Regions from separate parts of the Mus musculus genome. Here region 2 is linked to region 1. A link is a contact called in public Hi-C data. All regions are on one chromosome and are shown on one strand. Each heading gives the region's core, a stretch centred on a gene start, on an enhancer-like site or on the middle of the called end of the contact. The rest is flanking DNA. Distances are from core to core; before and after follow the strand shown.

The links. Hi-C and Micro-C count contacts between places; a contact is called where the count stands out from the background.
Region 2: a contact with region 1 is called in a Hi-C map of adipose-derived mesenchymal stem cells, with 4 times the contacts expected there. The contact joins two enhancer-like sites. A contact is called at or near these places in 2 of 484 Hi-C or Micro-C datasets (adipose-derived mesenchymal stem cells and embryonic fibroblasts) and 3 of 115 datasets of contacts at active chromatin or transcription factors (embryonic stem cells, memory CD8 T cells and pancreatic cancer cells).

Annotation. Positions count from the first base shown.
Region 1 is chr6:37,462,790-37,468,309 of GRCm38.p6, forward strand. No RefSeq gene overlaps it. Among named protein-coding and RNA genes, the nearest start is that of Gm33318, 23 kb to the left of the region's middle. Within about 2 kb of position 3,377, at least 60 of the 459 cell types and tissues checked have an H3K27ac peak or open chromatin away from gene starts, as enhancers often do. A contact at or near this core is called in adipose-derived mesenchymal stem cells, where this site is marked.
Region 2 is chr6:37,702,513-37,708,032 of GRCm38.p6, forward strand. No RefSeq gene overlaps it. Among named protein-coding and RNA genes, the nearest start is that of Gm38791, 9.4 kb to the right of the region's middle. Within about 2 kb of position 3,324, at least 57 of the 459 cell types and tissues checked have an H3K27ac peak or open chromatin away from gene starts, as enhancers often do. A contact at or near this core is called in adipose-derived mesenchymal stem cells, where this site is marked.

The sequences.
Region 1 (5,520 bases), core at 2,127-4,626:
TAGCATTTCCAGCTCACCTAAGGGGGTCAGGGGTGACACAGATCTGTCCTAGCTCTGAGTCACTGTCCAATGGCCTACAGACCAAAACCTGTTAACTGGGCTGCAGAAACTGCAATAGTAGACTCTACTATTATCGTTGAAAATCCCAACCCCATTCTACTAGTAATTGGCAGGTTCAGTAGGTAGAAAATTGTGAAAGACACAGTTGAACTGAATAACACTGTCAACCAACTGGATGCAACTGGTACCTATAGAGTATGACATCCAACAATAAAGATTTATTTCAAGCTCATCCAAAACAATCAGCATTGTAATTCATACCCTGGACCACACAAACACACTTCAAATATCCTAAATAGGGCTGGAGAGATGCCACCATGAGGCTGCTTTTTCTAGCCTAGTTTTCCAGCACCCACACAGTGGCTCACAACCACTTGTAACTCTAGTTCCAGTTCTAGTTCTGACATTCTCTTCTGGCCTTTGTGGGCATCAGGCATGCATGTGGTATACATACGTAGAAACATTCAGGCAGACACTCATATATAAACACTCACAGATAAAAATAAGTAAAAAAAATTGAAACAGGGTCTCATACTTCATGGCTGTGGCTTGTGTGAAACCTGGAATGTAGATAGGCTAACCTCAGACTCAGAGATCTATTCACCTGTGTCCTTAGTGCTAGGATTAAAGGCCTGCACTTCTGCACTTAAATAAAAATTATACAAAGCTCACAAATGGAAATGGGAATAAACTAGAAAACAATAATGGAAAACTGAGAAACTCCATAAAATACTTGAGATTAAAGGGCATAATTCTAAGTAAATGTGAGTCAATGATGTCACAAGAGAGGTAACTATAACTCACCAACATTTGCTTAATACAAACTGGGCATAGTAATACTTGCCCATAGTCCTTCCTAGTACTGAGCAGGTTGAGCCAGGAGAATCAGTTTAAGGCCAAGGATAGCCAAAGCTATATACCAAGACCTTCTCAAGGAACAAATAAAACAAGAACAAAAAGTATCCCAACAACTGAGGGCTGGTTCCCTTCTAGTTCTGGTGGGCAACCAAAACTGCTGTTGGCAAGACCTTATCCCTGAAGACATCAAATGTTCTGGTGACAGGGCATGGAGAAATTAAGCTAGAACTGGGCTGGAAGTCTCCTCCCTGCTGGAGAGCCCTAACTATGCTAGACAAAGCTGAACCCACTGCAAGAGGAAAGCGTCGTCAATGGTCTTACTCAACTGTAGATGGAGCCTGTGTGCAGCAATGATGACCAGCCACTCAAGATGTGTTCAGTGGAACAGTAGTGGCTTCACAGTTAAAGAGGTATACACTTGCTTTCAGATTGGGTTTGTGTTGGGAGCCGCCCCCACATTCGCCGTCACAAGATGGCGCTGACATCCTGTGTTCTAAGTGGTAAACAAATAATCTGCGCATGAGCCAAGGGTATTTTATGACTACTTGTACTCTACCTTTCCCGTGAACGTCAGCTCGGCCATGGGCTGCAGCCAATCAGGGAGTGATGCGTCCTAGGCGAAATATAACTCTCCTAAAAAAGGGGACGGGGTTTCCGCCATTCTCTCTCGCTGGCATCTCTCTGGCTCTGCGCGCCCTGCGCTCGCTCGCTGCCTAAAGATGTAAACAATAGAGCGCGCGCGCCGGAGCTCTGGCTCCTAAAGATGTAATTGAAGGGGCTTTCGTTTTTGGGGCTGGGCGCTGGGCGCTTGCCCTCCTGGCTCCCAAAGATGTAAGCAATAAAGTTTTGCCGCAGAAGATTTTGGTTTGTTGCGTCTTTCCTGGCCGGGCGTGAGAACGCTATTAAGAGGTTTGGGGTCCACTCTGCATCTGGTACTATAAACCTGGTCAAAAGTCCATGGTTGAGAAGGTCGGAGACCATAGTATAGGCGTCCTTTTCCCTCCCTAAATGGATATGATGTGCTCATCAGATGTCTTCTGCACAATTGTATTTATGTGTATAGATTAGTGCTGCTGTCTGCTTTACTCAGAGAAACTGCCTTCTGCAGTAGGTTCCTTGTAGTCTCAGCACTCAGGAGATGGAGGTAGAAGAATCAAGAGTTGAAGGACAGGCCAGGTGGTAGCAGAACAAGCCTGTGATCCCAGCACTTGGGAGGCAGATGCAGGTGGATCTCTGTGAGTTCAAGGCCAGCCTGGTCTACAAAGCATGCTCTAGAATATCCAGAATAGCAAGGGCTGTTACACAGAGACAACTTGTCTCAAAAACAAACAAACAAAAAACACAAAAAAATTCAAGGACAGTCTCAGCTACATAATAAATTCAAGGTTAATCTAAATGACACCCTGTCTCAAGCAACAATGGCAGCAAAAACAATAAAAAAACCAACTAGCCAACCAAACAACCAAACCAAAAAACCAAACCAAACCAAAACAAAACAAAACAAAAAAACCCTATTTTTAAAAATGGGGGATACAGTAAAAGCAACAGTAAGAAAATATAGCATCAAAATATATGCAAAGAAAATATGAAAGATGACAAAAATCAATCTAAGGTTTCACTTTAAGAAACTAAAAACCAGGGCTGGAGAGATGGCTCTGTTGGTAAAGTGCATGCATGCAAGCATGGTGGCTTGAGTCAGAGCCCAGAACACAAAGAAGGATGGCACAGGGTTGTGAATGCCTCTTATCCCAACAGTGGGCAGGCAGAAGCAAGCAGGTCCTGGGATTCCCAGTCTGTTGATGAACTCCAGGCCAGAGAGAAAGACTCTGCCTCCCATGTACATGGGCACATGTGTGCACACACACACACTGAGAAAGAGACAGAGAGACAGAGAGAAACTGAGTGTATCTCAGTGGTAGAGAACTTACACAGTATGTGAAAAGCCCTGAGTTTGGTTTTCAGAACTGCAAGGAAGAAAAGAAAGGAGGGAGGGGACAGACAGAAGGACTGAGGGAAGAATAGAGGGAGGAAAGAACAGAAGAGAAAGATAAATGGGAGGGAAGGAAAATGGAAAGGAAAGGGAAGGGGAAAGGAGGGAAAGCGGGAGGGAAGGGAGGAGGAGGGGAGGGGGAGGGAGGAAGGAAGGCTATTATGACTAGTCTGTGCCTACATATTTGAAAACCTAGATCAATCCCCACATGCAGAAACATGAGTAGGTCTATCTCTGGTAAAGAAATGGAATCGGTAGTGAACACAGTTTTAAAACAGAAAGTACAGGACCAGATGTTCAACAGATGGCGTCTACCAAACAAAGAAGAAACTGTACCAGCTTTCTGCAGCCTCCTAAACAGAGCCAGAAAGGAAACTTCCTAAGTTATACGAGGAGCTCTGCATTACCATAATGCAAATCAGACAACAAGATTACCAGAAAGGAATTCTACAGACCAGAGTGTGTGTCACATAAATTCTCAACAAAATGTTACCCAGCCCCGCCATGCATTAAAAACCGACATACCACAGTGTCTTAGTTGAGGTTTTATTGCTGTGTCAAAAATGCCTTACTGCTGAATCTCATAGAGGCATTTCCTCAACTGAGGCTCCTGCCTCTCTGATGACTCTAGCTTATGTCAAGTTGACACCCAAAATCAGCCAGTATTCACAGCTAAGTGATATTTATTCTAGTTATACAAAGATGATTGATCACTTGAAAACAATTATCTCAATCACCTCCACACACGAAAGAATAAAAAACAGAGACAAGATCAAGAAGTTTCTTAAAACTGATAAGCAATTATAACAGTTATATGAGGAAAGAAAAATTGATTCACAAAAAAAACTATCTGCCCTTTCCTTCCCTCCCTTCACCCATTCTTTCTATCTTTTAAAAATTATATTATTATTATGATAATGAGGATGATAATGATGCATGTGTGTGTGTTTGTGTGTTCCTGCATGTATACATGATCGGAAGATGTACAACAGCACATTTGTGGGGATCAGAAGACAACATTTGGAGTTAGTTCTCTTCTTCCACCTTTATATAGGTACTGGGATCAAACTCAGGTTACCAGACTGGAGCAGCAAGTGCCTTTACATGTTAAGCCATCTCAAAGGCCCTCCTTCATTTTTTTCTTTCTTACATTTATTTTTTAAGAATCCTGCTATGTAGGACTAGACGCATGGCTCAGTTGGTAAAAGCTATCTTACAACCAAGAAGACAAGAATCTTGCTATGTAGTTCAGTCTTTAACTCATAGTTTTCTTGCCTCAGATTCCAGGATGTTGGGACTGTAAAGTATGTATCACCATGCCTAGTTACATGCCAGTACTGAGCAAGACAATGTACTTGACTACCAAAACTATATATCTGATTTATATATATGATATACATATATATGATCTACCTTAGGAAAATGTGAAATAAAAGATCTAAACAGATAATTTCCATGTACACGGGAGAAAGCTGAAATAATGCAAAGACATCATTAAACCCAATTGCACTTATGGATTCAATGCAATTCCAATCAAAGTCTTAAGTCATCGTTTGAAAATCAACAAAGTAATTCTAAGATTTATATGGAAAGCGAAAAACTTCAAATAGCCAACACCAATTTGAAGGAGAGTATGGATGTCAGAGGGCTAACACTACCCAATTTCAGGACTTGCTATAGAAACTTTGCCCCTTCTTAGAATTGGGAACAAAACACCCATGGAAGGAGTTACAGAGACAAAGTTTGGAGCTGAGACGAAAGGATGGACCATCTAGAGACTGCCATATCCAGGGATCCATCCCATAATCAGCTTCCAAACGCTGACACCATTGCATACACTAGCAAGATTTTGCTGAAAGGACCCAGATAGAGCTGTCTCTTGTGAGACTATGCTGGGGCCTAGCAAACACAGAAGTGGATGCTAACAGTCAGCTATTGGATGGATCACGGGGCCCCCAATGGAGGAGCTAGAGAAAGGAGCTGAAGGGATCTGCAACCCTATAGGTGGAACAACAATATGAACTAACCAGTACCCCCCACCCCCGGAGCTCATGTCTCTAGTTGCATATGTATCAGAAAATGGCCTAGTCGGCCATCAGTGAAAAGAGAGGCCCATTGGTTGTGCAAACTTTATATACCTCAGTATAGGGGAATGCCAGGGCCAAGAAGTGGGAGTGGGTGGGGGAGCGTGTGGGTGACTTTTGGGATAGCATTGGAAATGTAAATGAAATAAATGCCAAAAAAACAAAAACAAAAACAAAAACAAAAACCAGGCAGTTCATGGAAAAGTGGGTGCACTCTCCAGAAAAACACCTAGCAACTTCTAGCAACAGACCCACTCACACTCAACTCAGCCTTGATGAAGGAACTAAGGCAAACCCATGTGTAAATGATAAAATTTCTTGTTTTTAGGATTTATTTTTATTTTATGTGTATGAATGTTTTACCTACATGTATGTATATGCACCATAAATGCATGTAGTACCCACAGAGGCCAGAAGAGGCCATCAAATTCCCTTGGTGCTGGAGTCATATATGGTTGTGAATTACCATGTGGGTGCTTGGAATTGCACCTAGGTTCTCGGCAAGAGCAGACATTGCTCTTAACCTCT
Region 2 (5,520 bases), core at 2,074-4,573, 240 kb after region 1:
AATATAACCATGAGTTGGCTATCTGGCCCTTAACTTGTATTACTTAGTCATCTTAAACAGTTTGTCAAGCAGTTGTTAGAAGGACTGGGTCTAAGCCTCATATTCTTAAATGAGTTGTATAGGCACAATGCCTATCTAAGAGTAACAATATTAATTTCAAATTTTGTATCAATATACAGATTCATACCAATGAAAACCTAAAATTCTGTATTAATATAGAATTTTGTACCCATGTAAAACTTATAAATTCAATTTGTATCAACTACAAAGATTTCTATCAAAAGATTATTTTTACACAATGCCTTGTTCAAGAATGAAATTAGTAATCCTTCCCATCTATTTCCTTCCTGCTCAAAATTATGACCATTTCCAAATTATCCCTTAAAATGACAACCTATCTATAATTTATAAAATAACTATAACCAGACACCTAAAGCCAAGGGATCATGATGACAACTCTCCATAACTTCTTCCTGCTGAATAGTGTTAACAAGAAATTCTCTAAAGACTTGGGGGGTAGGGGGATAGGAAAATTAGAAAAACTAGTTAGACTTAAGAAAGCTAGCTTTAGCATCTGTTATCCAGTCTCTGCATATTTGGATGGTTCAACGCTTGACTGAAGTTCTCACCAGATCTGTCTGAAAGGTTGGATAAGGTGAGATGACCTAGAATCAGCAGCAATCCTAAAGCTATTCTGGAAACAAGTCTCTGGACCACATCAGGAAGCAGGCAGGGGGTTGGAACAGTAGGTTAGTTAGTTCAGCATCCCAGCGGATGAATCTTGTCAGAGCTGCAACATATGAATCTTAAAACCAAAATTTTTGGTACCAGTAAGATTTTCTTATGGATTGTGCAGGATGCACAGATCAGTTAAGGATGAAATTCTGCTCTTTGTTTGAGCAGGTAGAAGACAACTGTCTTGGGGGCTAGAGAGATGGATCAGTGGTAAAGAACATCAGTTGCTCTTCTGAAGGTCCTGAGTTCAAATCCCAGCAACCACATGGTGGCTCACAACCATCTGTAATGAGATCTGACACTGGAGTGTTTGAAGACAGCTACAGTGTACTTAAATAATAAATAAATAAATAAATAAATCTAAAAAAAAAGACAACTGTCTTTTTATGAGTTAATTTTATCGATAGCCAATTGTAATAAGTTTTCATTCATGCTATGTGAATGTTTGATTTTCTTAAACTTTTCTAGTTCTTCAGGGGGTTCCCCCCATCATATCTGATCCATACCACTCTGGAAGGGGTCCACAGACTATTCTCCTTTCCTGTCAACACAAATACAGAGCCTTTCTTCCAAAAATAGCATGTCCTTGGTCCAATAACTAGAATTCATTGACCATTTAACTTGACTTCTCTCCCAGAAGAGTTTTAGTATAACCACCAGACTCAACCACACTCATTTTGATGATTAAAACAATTCAAAGCAAATAAAGCAATGTAAACAATTATTAACCAATGAGACAGTGCTTTAGCTGTTCCCTGCCTTGACCTTCATAAGATCTGAATTATTTATATAATGTAAACTTAAATTCCCTTCTACTTACTGTATAATGCTATTTTCAGGCTATATTCCTATGTCCTAGTTTTCATGCCCTGGAGCCATGTGACTCAGCTCAGCTTGCTGAGAAACCAATTTTCTCCTCTTCCTAGACTTATATCATTTGCATGTGTGTATGCCATTCAAGAATCCCCAAATTAATAGTGCATTCTTGCTTTCCATGTGGTGTGCCATCTGTATCATGTAGACAAGGGAAGAAGGGGAAATCCTGCTGGTAAAGAGTCTTTCATTTTGCTCGGAGCTCAGAGCCGCTATCAGGTCATGGTAGACTAGGTAGCAGGGTTTCCCCACACACAGGTATGATGAGCCATTTTAGGGTTTTAGTTAATTCCAGATGTAGCCAAGTTGACAACCAAAAATAACAATCACAGTCTCCCTGTAGCCAGCTTAGTCTAGTGGCTATATGCTATAGCCTTGTATGAACTGGTTTATTCTATCTAGGGTTGAAATACTAACATAATTTCTATGGTCTCATTTTGTGTCTTAACAATCTTGGTGGGTTTGTGGTAATATCACACCATTGTTTATATTTGCATTTCTCTCATCACTGTGGAAGCCAACATCCCTGAGCTTTCCCCATTTCTATTGTTTGACTTACACCATACTTCCCTTTCCTTGTACTAAGGACATTCCCAACAGGAGGAATAATGACTTCACAATGCTTTTCCTTTTCTTTTTCCATCCCTCCTCTGCTTCTTCTACTGGTCAGTTTGATACTTCTCAGTATGCCTGTTAAGTAAAAAAATGACAATTCCATTATTTGTCATCCTTAGGTTATATACATTGATTTCCCATAAACATGGATAATAATAATCTAAGGTAGAATAATAATCTAAAGTAGAATATTAATTTACTCTACCTTGGAAATATGTGTTAAAGATGGCAGGAATAGGGGCTGGAGAGATAGCTCAGCTTCAAGAGCCTTTATTGCACAATCATGAAGACCAGAGTTCAGATTCAAGCACTCATTTAAAAAGTTGGGTGTCTGCAAACACCTGTAACAACAACACCTACACCCACATATATTCATAGATAGATAGATAGATAGATAGATAGATAGATAGATAGATAGATAAAAGAAATCTTTTTTCTTAAGGAACTGGGGACATAACCCATTCTAGGCAAGTAAATTCAGAATTTCTATTTTCCTCCTCCAAGTTTTGATGTTGTATAATTTTTTTTATATTACTTCTATATATGTTTAAATCTGTAACTTTAGTCTTCCTCCCCCTTTTTGTCCAGTTTCAGTTCTACAGTGGATACATTTACTGTCCTTTACTGTTCATCATAGAGAAAAACTTTTCTGTACCCTCTTGGATTACAGTGCCAGGGGCCTAAGCTACAGATTAGCAGAAAGCCTGTGCATTCTGATTGGGTTTACAAGGACCATATCATAAGAAGGAATGAACAAATGTGATGTTTTAGCCTCTAAACAAAGGGAAGACAATCTGAGCTTCAAGGGAAATAAATCAGGAGAATGTGACTGTGAAATATAGTGGGGGTTTATGGGTGATAAATGCTAGTGTAATAAGATCTGCTTCAATAACCTCAGCTTGGCATTGGCTCTGAAGGACCCAGTCTAACATTACAAACTCCATTTTGGATTCAGAGTCCATCTTATGTTAAGCTTGACCTTAACATGAGCTCAGTTACTGGAAAAAGCAGAATTTGTTCCAGGAACTAAGACACTCCTACAAAGGCCACAACTCCTCTAGCAAACAGCCACTCCACTCCCTAGTAACAGCCAATCAGCTCTTGGGAGGAAAGTACTTACTGTTCCAGATGTCTCAAAATAGATTGCTTAAGCAAGCCACTATTATTCATACCAAGCTGAAATCATCACTAGCCAGTAGAAATGTGCCAAGCTGTAATTTTCAAATGTCAACCAATCATGTAGCTGCCAAGTTGGAAAGCCCCTTACCGTACTGAAACTGTAATAAATAGAGAGGGCTTCACCAGCTCAGGGCCTTTCACACCCATCCACTGCATTGGAGAGGTTGGAGATGTCAAAGTTTGAGCTTGAATAAAGACTTAGCTTTTACATATAAGTTGGACTCTTGGTGGTTTCTGATGGTCTGTGGGGACCCCTAGGTCTGGGCACAACAAGCTCTTCATTTTTTATGACAAACACTCTTTCAGGAAATATAAAAGGCATCTTCTTTAAAAGGAAATTTGTTCCCTGCTTTTAGGCAGAAAAAAAATTGGCAGGGATCTCTTAAATGTTTAGCACCTTTAACACTAAATGATCATTGTTCCAAAGGGGCATCTTCTAGGGTGGTAGATACTGATCTCTTTCCCTAAATCTTTTGGAATATCTTCCTCAATCATACCTTGAATTTTAGAATTCATCTTTGAGAAATTTTCTTAAGAAATTTTTTGTTGGTTGGTTAGTTGGTTTTGGTTTCTCTGTGTAGCTCCAACTGTCCTGGAACTCTTTATAAACCAGGCTGGCCTCAAACTCACAGAGATCTGCCTGCCTCTGCCCCCCAAGTGCCAGGATTAAAGGTATGTGCCACAATACCCAGCCCCTTAAGAAATTTTGATAGGAGGACTAGAGATGTAACTCAGTCATAGACAACTTGCCTAGAACATACAAAGCCCTGGGTTTTATACAGTAAAGAGGGAAAAAGAGAGAGGAGGATGAAGATTGATTTTATTCCCTAGTTAATTTTATGTTCAAATCCATCTTCTGATGTTTTGTTTGGGGACATGACTGTATGTAAAATCTGTCTCAATTATCTCTTAGATGCCACCCCCAGGAACTTCTTGTGTCAAACATTGACAACCCCAAATTGCTCTTCTCTGCTACCTTGGAGGCATACCCCTCCCCATAAATACAATAGCCATGTGGCTGTGCTCTCATTCATTCTGGCCTTGAGTCACCCTGGGTCTGAGAAGTCTTATATCAGCCGCCTGCATAGCTGTGTTCCTTCCCTTGCTCCTGAAAGTACCTTTGTACCCCAGGCTGTCCCTATCACCCCCAGAAAGCTGTTACTAACTGCAATCAGCCACCAGCAGGCTCTTCTGAAGAGGCTTCTACCAAACATCATTGCTTTGAGAACTTTATATGGATTTTAAAGTGGGGCACTGTGCCGTGGGCTGGCTCAGTAGGAGTCCCTCAACCCGCAGAAGAATTCCGGGTCCCGGTACTCAGGTGAGCAAGGAGTTGGCAAGTGACAAACAGACACAAACACGAGAGAGTGTTGGATCTAAATGTAATTTCTCAAAGCGAACATCAGACTTATATTACAGAAGAAAACAAGGAAGTTAGGTGATACATTAAGGTCATCCGATGTATAATGACTCTACACAAAACAGAGAAATGCATACATAAAATCTGACAGGAACCAGGCAGTGTTTACAACTGGGATAAAAATCAGTGTTTACAACTGGGATAAAAATCAGCCCTACCTAAGGTCAGTTTATTCTTAAAAGCCAGGGGCAAGGGCTTCATGCCCTTGCCATAGTTCCAATTCTAGTCTATTGTATAATCCACCTTCTCCCTAGGCCATTTTAAATTCCTGCATATGAAAGTGACTTAGTTGTTATTTTAAGTATCTGTAGGGACCTCCATTTATCAGAGGAGCCCACCAACTTTCTTCTAATCTGTAATGTAATCTGCCATACATGACTATAATGAGAATTCCAAATTTACTTTGTAGAACTTGCCCTGAGATTTCTACTCTAATTCAGTGAACTGCAATGCCTGATTTCTTTCACTATCTCTCTATCAGAACTGGAGGCATTTTGTCTTAATAAGTAACATACTTACGAAATTCAAAGCCCAAGGTTGGCTCAATGATTGCCTAGGATATTGGAACACTGGTGGAGAGGCCAGGAAGCAATGTTCAATCTAACTTAGCTATTTGTCAAATCATTCCTTGGAGGCACTTATAATAAAACAATACTGAAGGAAAGCACACAGAACCCTTCACCAACTAATGCAAGGAC